Linked DNA regions of Sus scrofa: all the other regions are linked to region 1. The links are chromatin contacts, called in public HiChIP or PLAC-seq and promoter capture Hi-C maps. All regions are on one chromosome and are shown on one strand. The core of a region is the stretch at or near the end of the contact, and the rest is flanking DNA. Distances in the headings are between cores, read along the strand shown. Region 1 holds the start of RIOX1 (bifunctional lysine-specific demethylase and histidyl-hydroxylase NO66). Region 2 overlaps PAPLN (papilin). Region 3 overlaps NUMB (protein numb homolog).

Region 1 (4,581 bases), core at 649-3,148:
CTAAAAGAATTCAACACCTTCAAACCAGTTCTACAACTACTAAAGGAACTTCTCTAAGCAGAAAAGAAAAAGCCACAATTAGAAACAAGAAAATTGCAAATGAGAAAACTCATTGGTAAAGACAAAGATAATATACAGGTAGAAAATCACCCATTGACAAATATTATATCAAAACTAGCATGCAGGAAAAGAGAAAACAAGTGCAGAACACTGAAAATGCATTTGAAAATAAGAGAACTGCAATCCCAAACAATTCTGTACACACATAGATGGTCATATCCAAATCTAATGGGAAACACAAACCCAAAACTATAGTAAACACACACATTAAAAAGAAAAAGCAACCCATACAACACTGAAGATAATCAGCAAGTCACAAGAGAAAAACAGCAAAAGAACGGGGAGGGGAGCCCAAAGCAAAAATTCAAAACAACTAACAAAATGGCAATAAACACACACTTCCATAATTACACTGAATGTAAATGGATTAAATGCTCCAACCAAAAGACACAGACTGGCTGAGTGGATACAAAAAACAAGACCTGGGGCACATGGATGGGTTTTGAGTAGGGTGATGGTAGGTTTGGGGCCAAAGCTTGAGAAAACTAATTTCTTTTCTTTTTTGTCGACACCCATGGCATGTGGAAGTTTCCCAACCAGGGATGGAACCTGAGCTGCAGCCGTCACCTATGTCACAGCTGTGGCAATGCCAGATCTTTAATCTGCTGCTCCACACCAGGAACTTTGAAAAAACTAATTTTGTCCTTACTTGTGTTATAAATTAGCACAGGGGGCAATTAAAGTTAAAAAGAGACTTGTTGGGAGGCCACTTGTAATAGACCAGGGTTTCTCAGCCTCAGCATTATTAACATTTCAGGTTGGATAATTATTTGTTGGGGGTGGAGTGTTGTCTTTTGCATTGTGGCTGTTCAGCAGCATCTCTGGCTTTTACTCATGAGATGCTATAGCATCAACCCTCCTCCCCCAAAGTGTTTCTTGGGGAGGCAAAATCCACCCCAAGTAGCAGACCATTGTAATAGACCATAAGAGAAATAAAACGGGTAAATGTAACACCTAAGAGGAGTAAAATCTAAAAGCTTTTAGACTCCAAGTGTTTGGATTGAAATGTGAGTGAGAAAGAGGATTGAAAGATCAAATGGAACCACAGAAAAGGCCCTAGAGACCATGTAGTCTAACATGCTTATAATTGCTTGTAAGGTTGTGAACTCTTTCTGAGAGAGTTCGGTAAAACCTATAATAATGACAAAAATTATCCTGTTCGTAGCAATTCCATTCCTGGGAATTTATAATAAATGATTCAAATGAACACAAGTCATCTTTATGTATAAAGCAACAATAGTTTCATGGAGACAGTGACGATGTTCTCAGCAATTGCACTCTCATGCCTACCACAGTGCCCACATATAATAAGGCTCAGATATAATAATAAGTCGACATAAAGTTCAGAGGAGAAGAGATTCTGGGGATAGAAGTTGTAGTTAATGAAACAAAATTCCAGAGGGAGTGGGAAAGGCAGATATCAAGAACAAGAGTAGAAAAGCCCATACCTTCTTTTTTGTGGTGGGAGCACAATGACTTAAAATTTGTGATGCAGCTGGGGAACATGCTATTCAGAAACGAGGAAGACCCGGGGAACACTGCAAAGTGCAGATACTAGAACGAAAGAGGAGTGAAGCAGCCAACTTTTTTCTCCTGGAGTCCCTGGCAACTTGATTTTTAAACTGCCCACAAAACAGAGACACCAGGTTAATCACGCAAGGACTCAGGTGCTCTAGCTGGGGAAGCCAGGCATTTAATTAAGTTAACATTTTCTAACCCGGCGCGCGGGAGGCGCCAGGGGGAAGAATGGTGGGCGTGGACAACCCAGTGCGGCTGGAGGCCCGCCCCCTTCCCAGAGTACACGGCGGCCGCGGCCTGCAAGAGCCGGTTTGTCGCTGTCTGCTCCGGAGAGGGTCGGACCATGGACGGGCTCCGGGCTAGCGCAGGGCTGCTGAGGCGCGGGCGGCTGAGGCGCCGGCGCCAGCCTCAGCCACACAGCGGGTCGGTCCTGGCCCTGCCCCTGAGGCCCAGGAAGATCCGAAGGCAGCTGCGGAGAAGTGTCGCGTCCCGCATGGCCGCGCTGAGGGCCCAGACGCTGCCAAGCGAGGACTCGGAGGACTCGAGGGTGGAGTCGACGGTCGACGGTCCCGTGGACCCGCTGGCTGGCGGGGTGGTGGGCCTTCCGGATGCCGCCCGGCGGGAGCCATATGGCCACCTCGGGCCCGCGGAGCTGCTGGAGGCCTCACCCGCGTCCCGCTCCCTGCAGACTCCTCGAGCCCTGGTGGAGTCGCAGACCCCGGCAGCGCGCTTGGTGGAGGCGCAGACGCCGCCGGCGCGGCTGATGGAGGGGCCCGCCCTGCCCGCGCGCCTAGTGCCGGGTTCGGCGCCGCCCGCGCGCCTGGTGGAGGTGGCCGCTGCGCCGGCCCGCGGGGTGGAGAACTCTACCCTGTTGTGCTCTGCCCAGCACTTGGCGGGCGCCCCGCCGTCCATGGCTCCTGCGACGCTGTCGGGGCCTCAGGGGGAAAGCATGAACGGGGAGCTGCCCTGGGACTCTCCTCTGCAGCGCGTCTTGGCCGAGCTGAACCGCATCCCCAGCAGCCGGCGGCGGGCGGCGCGCCTCTTTGAATGGCTCATCTCGCCCATGCCGCCAGACCACTTCTACCGGCGCCTGTGGGAGCGTGAGGCGGTGCTGGTGCGGCGGCAGGACCACACCTACTACCAGGGTCTCTTCTCTACCGCAGACCTGGACTCCATGCTGCGGAACGAGGAGGTCCAGTTCGGGCAGCACCTGGACGCCGCGCGCTACATCAACGGGCGGCGCGAGACTCTGAACCCTCCCGGCCGCGCCCTGCCCGCCGCCGCGTGGTCCCTGTACCAGGCCGGCTGCTCCCTGCGCCTCCTCTGTCCGCAGGCTTTCTCCACCACCGTGTGGCAGTTTTTGGCTGTGCTTCAAGAGCAGTTTGGAAGCATGGCAGGCTCCAACGTTTACCTCACGCCCCCCAACTCGCAGGGCTTTGCCCCCCACTACGACGACATTGAGGCTTTCGTGCTGCAGCTGGAAGGTAGGAAACTCTGGCGGGTCTACCGACCGCGGGTCCCGACTGAGGAACTAGCCCTGACATCCAGTCCCAACTTCAGCCAGGACGACCTCGGTGAGCCGGTGCTGCAGACGGTGCTGGAACCTGGAGATTTGCTTTATTTTCCCCGAGGCTTCATTCACCAAGCCGAATGCCAGGACGGAGTGCACTCTCTGCATCTGACCTTGTCCACATACCAGCGCAATACCTGGGGCGACTTCCTGGAGGCTGTACTGCCTCTGGCAGTGCAGGCTGCAATGGAAGAAAACGTGGAGTTCCGTAGGGGACTGCCCCGAGACTTCATGGATTACATGGGGGCCCAGCATTCAGACTCTAAGGATCCGCGGAGAACTGCTTTCATGGAGAAGGTGCGGGTGTTGGTTGCCCGCTTGGGACACTTTGCGCCTGTCGATGCTGTGGCCGACCAGCGAGCCAAAGATTTCATTCACGATTCTCTGCCCCCTGTGTTGACTGACAGGGAGAGGGCACTAAGCGTTTATGGACTCCCAATTCGCTGGGAGGCTGGAGAACCTGTGAACGTGGGGGCCCAGCTGACAACAGAAACAGAAGTGCACATGCTTCAAGATGGTATAGCTCGGCTGGTAGGTGAAGGTGGCCATTTGTTTCTCTATTACACAGTGGAAAACTCCCGAGTTTATCATCTGGAAGAGCCCAAATGCTTGGAGATATACCCGCAGCAAGCTGATGCCATGGAACTCTTGCTTCGCTCCTACCCAGAGTTTGTGAGAGTAGGGGACTTGCCCTGTGACAGTGTGGAGGACCAGCTTTCTTTGGCAACCATGTTATATGATAAGGGGCTGCTACTCACCAAGATGCCTCTAACCTGAACTAGTTTCTCTGTTGATTGCTGGAAACAGGACAGTAGTGATTTTCTTACCACTACCACCTTTTTGGAAGGAAAAAAAACTCATGCTCTTACCTTGATCACCATCAGTGTGCTTACATTTACCTTTATGACTGCTTCAATGTCACAGAACTCAGATGGTCTTCTAGAAACCACCACCTCATCTAGGCACAAAAGTAAAAGCAGAAGTTGGAGGTGGAAAAAGGAGCTATTTCTGCAGCAGTAAACTCGATTCCTGATCATTTCAGAGTACCGAATTCATCATCACCCTCAGGCTTAAGCGTACTACGTAGCATTTGCTGTGTTATTCTGCTTGAGACATTATTAGTTTTTATTTGGAATTTGCATCCTTCATTTGAGTTCTCTTAGTTTGGGGGGAGGGTTGGGGTCAGCATCCTTTTCGTAACTGTAAGTTTGTGTGAATGTTAGAAAAGTTATTAAAGTGCCAAAGAATGTTTTCCTTTTCTAAAGGTAGATTATTACATGACTTGGTTTGAAGGAATGTGGGAGGAGGGAGGTAGAGAAAATGTACAGTGGCTGAGATGAAAGGTAACTTAGAGTGGTTGTAGGATTGGGACC
Region 2 (4,581 bases), core at 536-3,035, 200 kb before region 1:
TGTAATCAGAAACTTGGTTGCTGCTGAAGTCTGGTAGGGCTCCTGATGGAGTGGTGTGATGTGACCTGCCTCCGGGACACGACACTCACGGGCTCGGTCCGACCACCTTTCTCCCACCCCGTTGGATGAGTGTTGTTAATCTTTTTTTGGGGGGGGCACCCTTCTTGACTAGAGGCTGTCTCCCTCCCCTCTTTAACCGTGTTCGATCTGTTGATTGGGCTGCAGCTATCTGCTCTCACCCGTTTAAGCTTTTTGCAGTGTGTCACTGCTTGAGGCTGCCTCCCTGTGCCCTGTTCATGGTTTGGTGGTGTGTTGGAATCAGTGTTAGCGTCACTCTGGTGTAAGGGACATACTGCCACTGTGAGGATCTCTCAAGCTTTCTGCCTAAAAGCTTTTGGTGAGAAAGTATTGTAGGTAAAACATAAAGGGTCACTCACTTTTCTAGATGAGCAGGAATGAGGGAGGCTCTGGGGCCGGTTAAGTGCCCTTATTTTAGCCATGGTTACTACATCCCAGCTCCTTTTATCATCTCCATTTCAATGAGGAAACCAAGGCACGGAGAGCTAAGTGACAATTTGTCCAAAGTCCCCCAGCTGTTAGTGTGAGAGCCAGGATGCCACTCAGCACGCCCAATGTCGGTGTGAGAAGCCCAGGGGCTGCAGCGGCTGAGATCAAGTTGATACCAAAGCTATGATTTTTAATTAAAAATAAGCATAAATGGCTTTCTTACTCTTTAGGTAAATGTTGGTCGTTTGTACTCTTGTCATACTGTATGTATCAAGCCTTTGTAAAACCGTTCGCTGGTTTGGTATGGTCTTTTAGTTGTATTTGGGGAGGGAGCGTGGAGTAGGCTTTGCCCAGTCCCATGAGGTCTGATTTTCAGGGAGGTGCTGCTCAGGCCTGAGTCAAGCTGTCATAAGAGCCCCTTCTAGAAAGAAGAGGGAGGGTAACTAGCCATGGCAGTCCTAAGATGAAGCAGCAGAATGAAACTCACAGGGATTTATAAGATACAGAAGAAGCTCCTAGTAAGTAAATTCAGAGCAGAAGGCAGCCGGTGTTTTGTGCTCTACGCAGTGTCAGGTTGTCTTCCTATGACCTCACTGCTTTCCCCGGGGGAAGTGTTGGGGCTGTCAAAGGCACAGAACTCTTGAGGCTGGAGGAAACCAGCAGTGAGAGAGAAGACAGCTCAGAAATGTGTGTAGGAATGATCCTACTCTCTCCTCTTCCCAACCCAGAGGCCAAGGCAGTTGTCCAGCTCTTTAGGTCTCAATGGTCAGGGCAGGGAGTTAACGTCCAGAGATGTTTAATCACCCAGTCAGTCACTGTTTTGGAATCTGAGAGCACCGGGTGGAAGCTGCCTGCTGAAGCAAGGCCAGCTGCGGGTGAAGGGATCCCCCTGGGGGTATACTTACAGGTGTTAAAGGGTTAGAGGAACTGCACCCTTCTCGGAAGCCGGCAGTTACAGTGCTGCTTTCCTTGTAGGAAATGAGATTGTAGGTGAGAGTTTTCTTCAGCACACACGGCTTTCTTACCACCCACTCCCCTCACTGTCTTGCAGCACTGGCCACCCAGCCGAAGGACCCCAGTAGGGACTGCGTCGACCAGCCAGAGCTGGCCAACTGCGACTTGATCCTGCAGGCCCAGCTCTGCGGCAATGAATACTACTCCAGCTTCTGCTGTGCCAGCTGCTCTCGTTTCCAGCCTCCCGCTCAGCCCATCTGGCAGCGAGGACGAAGGCTTGCTGCAGCCCCAGTTCCGAGACAACGTCTAGGGCTAGGAGCGCGGGAGACCGGCTCTCGCTCTCCCCCGTCTGGCTGGCAGAGGCAGTTATCCTCCTGATAACTGGCCTGTCCAAAGCTGCTCCAGCTGTTGGGCAGTCCTCAGCAGGGTCTGCTTCCCTGACTTAATAACCATAGCTGCCTGCTGAGTTGTCAAGAATCTATTTGGATAATTTCCCTCCAGAATTTCAGTTATATAGAATCAATTCACTGTGTTTGAAAGCAAACCAGGGTTCTCACTTCATTTATAAAGCTAGGTGGTGGTGGGGTTTAATGATCTCAAAGTTAATTCCTATCTCATACAGGAACACTAGCTCCTGTTGTGTCAAAGAAGCATTCTTTGCTAGACTAGATCTCATGTGGGGTCCAAAGAGCAATTCATTGCTCAATCTCTCCCGGCCTTCTAGGTAGTACAGCAACCAGCTTCCAATCTCACCTGTGCGGCACCATTACCAGCTTGGTGGGTGTGAAAGCTCTTGGCAAAGGGGATACAATGAAAGGCTCAGGATGGGGATCCAGGATGAAAGAGCAACTGGTGCATCACCAGCTGAATATGAAGAACTAGAAAAGCTCTTTCCTTTCACCAGGAGGCTGAAGCCCTCCTCCCGAGGCTGACAAGCCGGGCCATGGGAGCTGGGCCCGCTCCGCGCAGGGACCGAGGAGCCTCTCCTCCTTAAGCAGGAATCTGTGATGCAAGGTACCTGCTGCCAGATAAAAACCAGTCTATTATTTAAAACAGCACCAGGGAGTTCCTGTCATTGGCTCAGTGGAAATGAATCCCACTAGTATCCATGAGGATGTGGGTTCAATCCCTGCCCTTGCTCAGTGGGTTAAGGATCCAGTGTTAGCATGAGCTGTGGTATAGGTCGCAGAGGCAGCTTGGATCCCACATTGCTGCGGCTGTGGTGTAGGCTGGCAGCTGTAGCTCAGATTCAGCCCTTAGCTTGGGAACTTCCATATGCTGTAGGTGCAGCCCTAAAAGGCAAAAAACCAAAAAAAACTAAAACAGCACCAGCAGGATGGGGGGTACCAATGGAGGGGAGGATGATGTAGTAACAGGGAAGTAGTTTCTGAAATGGTCCGAGTTGGAAGAAGTCATTCTTCCTCTCTCAGAGCCTCTTAATGCTTTGCTGCTAAAACAAGAGGCCCAGTTTCAATGAGCCCCTGAGTTCCTTTCCACTTTAACCTTGTTCAAGTCTTCCAGAGGACTGGCCAGGCCTAGTAGCAGAGGTCATTCTGGGACTCAGGAAAGATTGGCATTACAGGGGAAGGTGACTTTTATTACCAGCACACTGACTAGAAAAGAGATCCTGAGTCATGGGCAAGTGATATTTCTTGGTCTACCTCTCATTTAACAAAAGAAACGGGCCAGGGCACAGACCTTTTTTCCATTTAAAAAAATGGAGTTCCCGTTGTGGTGCAAGCAGAAATGAATCTAACTAGGAACCATGAGGGTTGTTGGTTTGATTCCCGGCCTCTTTCCACGGTTTAAGGATCTGGCGTTGCTGTGGCTGTGGTGTAGGCTGGCAGTAGCTCCAATTAGACCCCTAGGCTGGGAACCTCTATATGCTGCGAAAAAAAATGGAGGCCTGTTTTCACTTACCATGGCTGGTTTTGCTATACAACTTGGAAAAATAAGGGCTGCTTTCTTGCAGTCCCCTCTTCTCTAGTTAAAACTAGTATTTGGCCAATTGGTAACATCTCAGAAGGAAGTGTGAAGTTACTTAGCTCTTTGTAGAACGAGTCACAGGGTCATAGGCTGAAGTTAGAGTAGAACTCAATCTAGACCAGAGGTTTTCAACCCACTTCCAATACTGGGAGCTTTTTAAAAAGTGAACCTGGGGTTCTACTCCCCCGATTTTTATTTAGTTGGTCTGGAGTATGGGCTGGGCATGAGGACTTTGAAAGCTCCCAGATGATTATAACATGCATCCAAGGTTGCAAATCACTGCTTCGACTCCAGACTTCTCAGAATGTGAATCTTGTTCCAATGCAGATTCTGACTGCTAAGTTTGGGTGGGGCTGAGGTTCTGGATCGCTAACCAGCTGCTCCATACTTTGAGCAGCAAGAATCTGCCATTAGAGATGCACTTAGGAACAACCAAAGCCTAAAGTATGAATTGAAGAATATGGTAGTCCAACAAAAGATTTTCCAGCCATTAAACTAGAGATCTGTGGCAGCCGTGATGGAGAGAGAACAAGACCAAAAAGAACCAAAACTCACTTGCTAATAAAGAAAAGGGGAAAGAATAGCTCTTCATGGCCAAAAGCTTCTACCACGAACATTTATTTTTGTTAAAGCAGATTATAAATTCTCATCAGTACAAATATATATAACTTACATTTGATTGTAAGGCCAACGTTCAAAAGTAAAAATGAGATGGGATCTCATGTTACCAGAGGTCAAGTGGCTGCAACTGGCAATGGGATGTTCTGCTCGCCACAGGGGAGAGGGGTGGGGAGGGACACACACACACACACACAGTGCGAATAAAACCAGAATCTCCATCCCTACAACACTCATGGGAACAAAACAAAGGACAAAACAAAATCCACCAACACCTACAGGACAAACCAACACAGTAACCTGTGTTCCCCTCTGTGGATATGATTATGTCATTGTCACTAGTGTTAAAGGATTAACAGAAGGAAACTGCAGCAATATGTAAAAGAAAATACATATTCTCTAGAGAGTAGATTGATTCCATTAAAATAATGACATTAGAATTTCATTATAGGTTTAAAACCAGGACAATACTGCTCGCTCTTTATTTAAAACTACAACCTAGTGACTGTATTGGTC
Region 3 (4,581 bases), core at 1,470-3,969, 180 kb before region 1:
GCTACTGGTTATTTGAGATAATGTGTGGATTCTGAGTAATGTTAACCAAAGAGCCATTTACTAGTTCTTAAGATTTCACCTGAGTTTTCAGTTAATAGCAGGTTAATCAGTTCAAATATCACTTTCTGAAAATACAGTATTTTATGAAGGAACAAGAAGAAATTTCATATGTGGCCCATCATTTTTTAAAAAAATTTTTAATGGTGGTAAAAGTTCTATCATCTTTCACATCGAACTTATGGTGGTAAACATTTTTTTTAAAAAATGTCTAAGAACAAAAATAGAACTAAGATCTTTTTTTAAGTTTATATGACTTTTTAATTTTTTCCATTATAGTTGATTTATAGAACTCAGACCTTACATAAAGTATAATACGCAGTAGGCTAAACATGCTGCGCCATGCAGAGCAAAATGCTGAGAGAATTCTCTTCTATTTTTCATAAGGTAAATGAGTAACTAAATTGGTTTTCTGAATATTAAACTAGTCTCTCAGAAGGTCGTACTTTGGACAAAGTGGAAGGATACAGAGTAACTGCAACAGCTTAATGGCATTATATTTGATCATCAGGGATAGAAAAAACATGAGTGATAACATTTAAGCTTATATGGAAGTTTTACCTTAGTTTTTTCATCCACAACTCTGAGTCCATCTGCTGATACCCACAGGACTGCTTTAACCGCTTTCTTTCCAGTCTTTTAGGAGAAACCAAAAAGGAAAGGGGGAGACACACACATATACAATATTAAAAAAAAAAAAGTCATCTTCCACAGACAACATTGACTTCTGCCTTCCAAAAGTCACAAGTACAGATGGAGACCAAGTTCAGGAAAGTGCCCAAAGCCAGATATGCAAACCAAACTGCAGAAACATTCAGGAAAAAACAAGCCAAAGCCATTATTTTAGAAACACAATGCGAAACAATAAGATAAAATTAAGGGGACAGATGGAATAAAACCCAAGATATCACATTCCATAAAGGGCAAAGAATAAGTAGATTCTTTACCTATTTTGAAACTCAATCACAAAAACCAAGAGTTAGATAAATACTAAAACATAAGGAGTTACACCACAAGTAGCTTCTATGAGTGTATCTAGAGTAGAAAGTAATAAAGTCTAAATTGAGATGCTGACCATTCTACTATCCTTTGAGGCCAATGTATTTAGCAAGACCCTGAAATTTTCATCTTAAAAACCCACGATGTCTTCATCACTCCTTAAATAATCTTTAAAAACCATTATTTCTTCTCTCAGGATTAGAAGAAACTGAACTGGTTAGAGCAGAGCTAGTTTAGTTTTTAATTTGACATTAAATGCATAGAGACAGTTTGGGGACATAGGAGGATTAAAAAACTGTTGGAAAATTATTATCCTTATAAGATAAATTCTTTTTACTGGCTAAGAAGACTTTGGGCACACAAAATCACATGAGAACAAGCTGATGTATGATTTCTCCTGTGATGGAAAGAAAATGGGACAGTGGGCATTTCTAATAGTAATTTATCAGCTTCATTTCTACTACTCCAAGGATACAAGCAAAATAAAATAAAAGCAAAGTGAAGGCTGAGAATAGGTATCAGAATATCAAAAAAAGTATAGATCAAAAGGAATCTGGTACTAAAAGTTGGAGCAGCAGCCTCTAGAAGGGACAAAGAAGGATAAAGAAATGTCTACCATTCTCCACTGTACATGCCCAAACCCAGCATAGAAGGCATGGCTTTATTTAAGTGAAAGTGTTTGTGTAATCCACTCCAGGCTTCATCTCCACCACTGCAACTTTTCTGATGAGAGCCTATTACATGCCAGGCAGCAGAAATACTTGAAGAGTTCACCGTCCACTGAAAGGTGATGCTCAGATAAACAAAAATTAATACAGTAATGAGTGCTGGAGTAGAACCAAAAACAGTGTATAACAATGTCAAGAAGGAGGCATGGTCAAATCTATATGTGGAACTTGGGGAAGGTTATTCAAAAGAAAAGATTGAACTGGGTACTAAAATAATGCTTCTAGATGCCCCAGGTAGGAAGGCAAGGAAGCAGTGGAGGTAGAGGACATTCCAGTGTGGCCTGAAAATAGGGTGGGTCGGTGAGGCATAGTGGGAGATAAAGAGCAGGAAAGGCCTAGCCATAGAGGGCCGGGGATACCTGCTAAAGAATTCTATCTTAATTCTGTGGGCAATTAGGAGCTACTTGCAAAGAATTTTAAATACAATTAAACAGATTTGTATTTTTAAAAAATATCACTTCAGCAGCAGGGCGGCAGAGCAGAGGAGTTGGAAAGAGACTGACAGGAGGTAGAAAGTCCACGACAAGATTCCAAGTGAGAGAAAATGAGGGTTTAGCTCTCTTGGCTGAGACAGAGAGAGATGAGAAAGTCTTAAATGGTAAATGTAAGAGAGAAGGTGAAGACTCCTCTCTGGTTCCCAGCTTTGCTAACTGGGTGGAGAGGGTACCACTAACTAAGATAGAGAACAGATGCAAAAGCAAGTTTGGGAGGTGAAGAATAGGATTTCAGTTTTAGACAAGCGAAGTTTGTGATGTCTGTGCAATACTGAAACAATTGAATATATAGATCTAAAGCTCAGTAGAGAATTCTAAGATGAAATTTTAGTTTTGGGAGACATCAATCATGGGAGTAATAAGAAGGCCAAGCCAGGAGAGAATATCAATAATTAAGGAACTGGGAGATGGGCAGTGAAATAGCAAAAAAACCCACTGTGACGCAATGGGCTAATGATACAGCTTTTCTCTATGGTGTTTCTGGTTCTATCCCTGGCCTGGTGCAGTGGTTTAAGGATCTGGCATTGCCTCAGCTGAGGCATAGGTCGAAGATGTGGCTCAGATTCAGGCTCTGGCCAGGGAACTTACATATGCCTCAGGTGTGGCCAAAAAGGGGATTAAAAAAAAGGAACAGCCAGTGGGACAGAAGAATGAAGAGAGAGTAGGGTCATTGAAACGAAAGGAGAATGGTTTTGAGAAGAAATTGGTTCAAAATGTCAAATGTTGCAAAATGACCACGGAAGGAAAGATGTAAAATGTGCCCATTGGACTTAGCAACGAGTAAGACAAGACAGAGTGACAGGGGTTGTGGTGGTTACTTTTATCTGTCAGACTGGCTAAGCTATGGTTGTCTAGTTGTTTGATCAAACACTAGTCTACAGGTTGCTATAAAGGCATTACATCAATTGACTTTAGGTAAAAGAAATTACCCTTGATAATATAGGTGGGCCTCGTACAATCAGTTAAAGGCCTTAAGGATTAAAAACTGAGGTTCCCCCCAAGAAGAATTCCACCTTAAGTCTGTAACGTAGAAATTCTCCCTGAATTTCCAGTCTGCTGGTCTGCCTACAGATTTCAGGCTTGCTAGACCCTATAATCACATGCATGAATTCTAAAATAAATCCTTCCCTTCATATACATATATGTATATACACACACATATGTATAGATAGAAAGAGATATCTAAAAACAGAGAGAGAGAAACAGATGGTGATTCTGTTTCTCTGCAGGATTTGACTAATAAAAAAGTGAAGTCAGACTATAATGGGTTGAGAAGTAAATGAAAGGCAAGAAGAGTCTACACATATTAAATGCTCTCTTTAAAAAAGCTTTTTTTTTTGGGAGTTCGCAATGTGGCACAGCAGAAACAAATCCGATTAGGAATCATGAGGTTGTGGGTTTGATCCCTCACTCAGTGAATTAAAGATCTGGCATTTCTGTGAGCTGTGGTGTAGGTCGCAGATGCAGCTTGGATCTGGCGTTGCTGTGGCTCTGGTGTAGGCCAGCAGCTACAGCTTCGATTAGACCCCTAGCCTGGGAACCTCCATATGCCTCGAGTGCGGCTCTAAAAAGACAAAAAGAGCTATAAGGCAAGGGGGGACAGGTAGAGGATCAAGGGAGGTCCTTTTAGAATTGTGGTAAATTAGCATGATATACTAGAAACGGAATGGATTTTGGAGTAAGACAAATATAAGCCTGAATTCAATGCCACTATTTATAAGCTAAGCAAGTTATGTAATCCTCTGAGCTTCTATTTCTTTATCTGTAAAGTACTGAGACTGCAGGCCCAAGAAAGGGAAGAGTAATATATAGAACACAGTCCTCCAGGAGGCAAAATAGGATGAGGCTAGAATACAAGTTTTAGATGGGAAGAGGGTTGTCCCTTCCTTGAAATGGAGGGATGGAGTAAAGATAGATTTGTAAAGGAGTGAGTGACAAACTGAGGAAGTTCACTCCAGAGAGCCACAAATTCATCTGTAAAGGAGATGAGATCACCTACTTTACTTTGCTAGGGAGAAAAAGGTAAAGAGGCAGAGTAAGAAAGTAAAGATTTATGGAGTTCCCGTTGTGGTACAGTGGAAATGAATCCGACTAGGAACCATGAGGTTGCAGGTGCGATCCCTGGCTTTGCTCAGTGGATCTGGTGTTGCCGTGAGCTGTGGTGTAGGTCACAGATGCGGCTTGGACCCCAGTGGCTGTGGCTTTGGCGTTGGCCGGCGGGTACGTCTCTGATTAGACCCCTAGCCTGGGAACCTCCATATGCTGCAAATGCGGCCCTAAAAAGCAAAAAAAAAAAAAAAAAA

What was found. Promoter capture Hi-C pulls out the DNA fragments that hold promoters and counts their contacts. HiChIP or PLAC-seq counts read pairs in DNA pulled down with a chosen protein or histone mark.
Region 2: a promoter capture Hi-C map of fetal liver shows a contact between it and region 1, with 5 times the contacts expected there. The contact joins the enhancer-like site here to the promoter of RIOX1 in region 1. A contact is called at or near these places in 1 of 5 promoter capture datasets (fetal liver), 9 of 47 Hi-C or Micro-C datasets (alveolar macrophages, blood, embryonic fibroblasts and 3 more) and 2 of 2 datasets of contacts at active chromatin or transcription factors (alveolar macrophages and skeletal muscle).
Region 3: an H3K27ac HiChIP or PLAC-seq map of alveolar macrophages shows a contact between it and region 1. The contact joins the enhancer-like site here to the promoter of RIOX1 in region 1. A contact is called at or near these places in 1 of 5 promoter capture datasets (fetal liver), 32 of 47 Hi-C or Micro-C datasets (adipocytes, adipose tissue, alveolar macrophages and 16 more) and 2 of 2 datasets of contacts at active chromatin or transcription factors (alveolar macrophages and skeletal muscle).

What each region holds. Positions count from the first base shown.
Region 1 is chr7:96,821,175-96,825,755 of Sscrofa11.1, forward strand. It overlaps RIOX1 (bifunctional lysine-specific demethylase and histidyl-hydroxylase NO66), which reads left to right and starts at 1,899. Exons shown (of 3, transcript XM_021099492.1): 1 at 1,899-3,739. The coding sequence starts at 1,982. It overlaps HEATR4 (HEAT repeat-containing protein 4), which reads right to left. Exons shown (of 16, transcript XM_021099493.1): 15 at 4,108-4,166.
Region 2 is chr7:96,620,221-96,624,801 of Sscrofa11.1, forward strand. PAPLN (papilin) reads left to right here. Exons shown (of 27, transcript XM_021099491.1): 27 at 1,559-2,267. The coding sequence ends at 1,839. NUMB (protein numb homolog) reads right to left here. Exons shown (of 9, transcript XM_021099490.1): 9 at 4,050-4,581. Among named protein-coding and RNA genes, the nearest start is that of PAPLN, 38 kb to the left of the region's middle. Within about 2 kb of position 1,786, at least 23 of the 83 cell types and tissues checked have an H3K27ac peak or open chromatin away from gene starts, as enhancers often do. A contact at or near this core is called in fetal liver and liver, where this site is marked.
Region 3 is chr7:96,641,527-96,646,107 of Sscrofa11.1, forward strand. NUMB (protein numb homolog) reads right to left here. Exons shown (of 9, transcript XM_021099490.1): 4 at 619-693. Among named protein-coding and RNA genes, the nearest start is that of PAPLN, 59 kb to the left of the region's middle. Within about 2 kb of position 2,720, at least 1 of the 83 cell types and tissues checked has an H3K27ac peak or open chromatin away from gene starts, as enhancers often do. A contact at or near this core is called in alveolar macrophages, where this site is marked.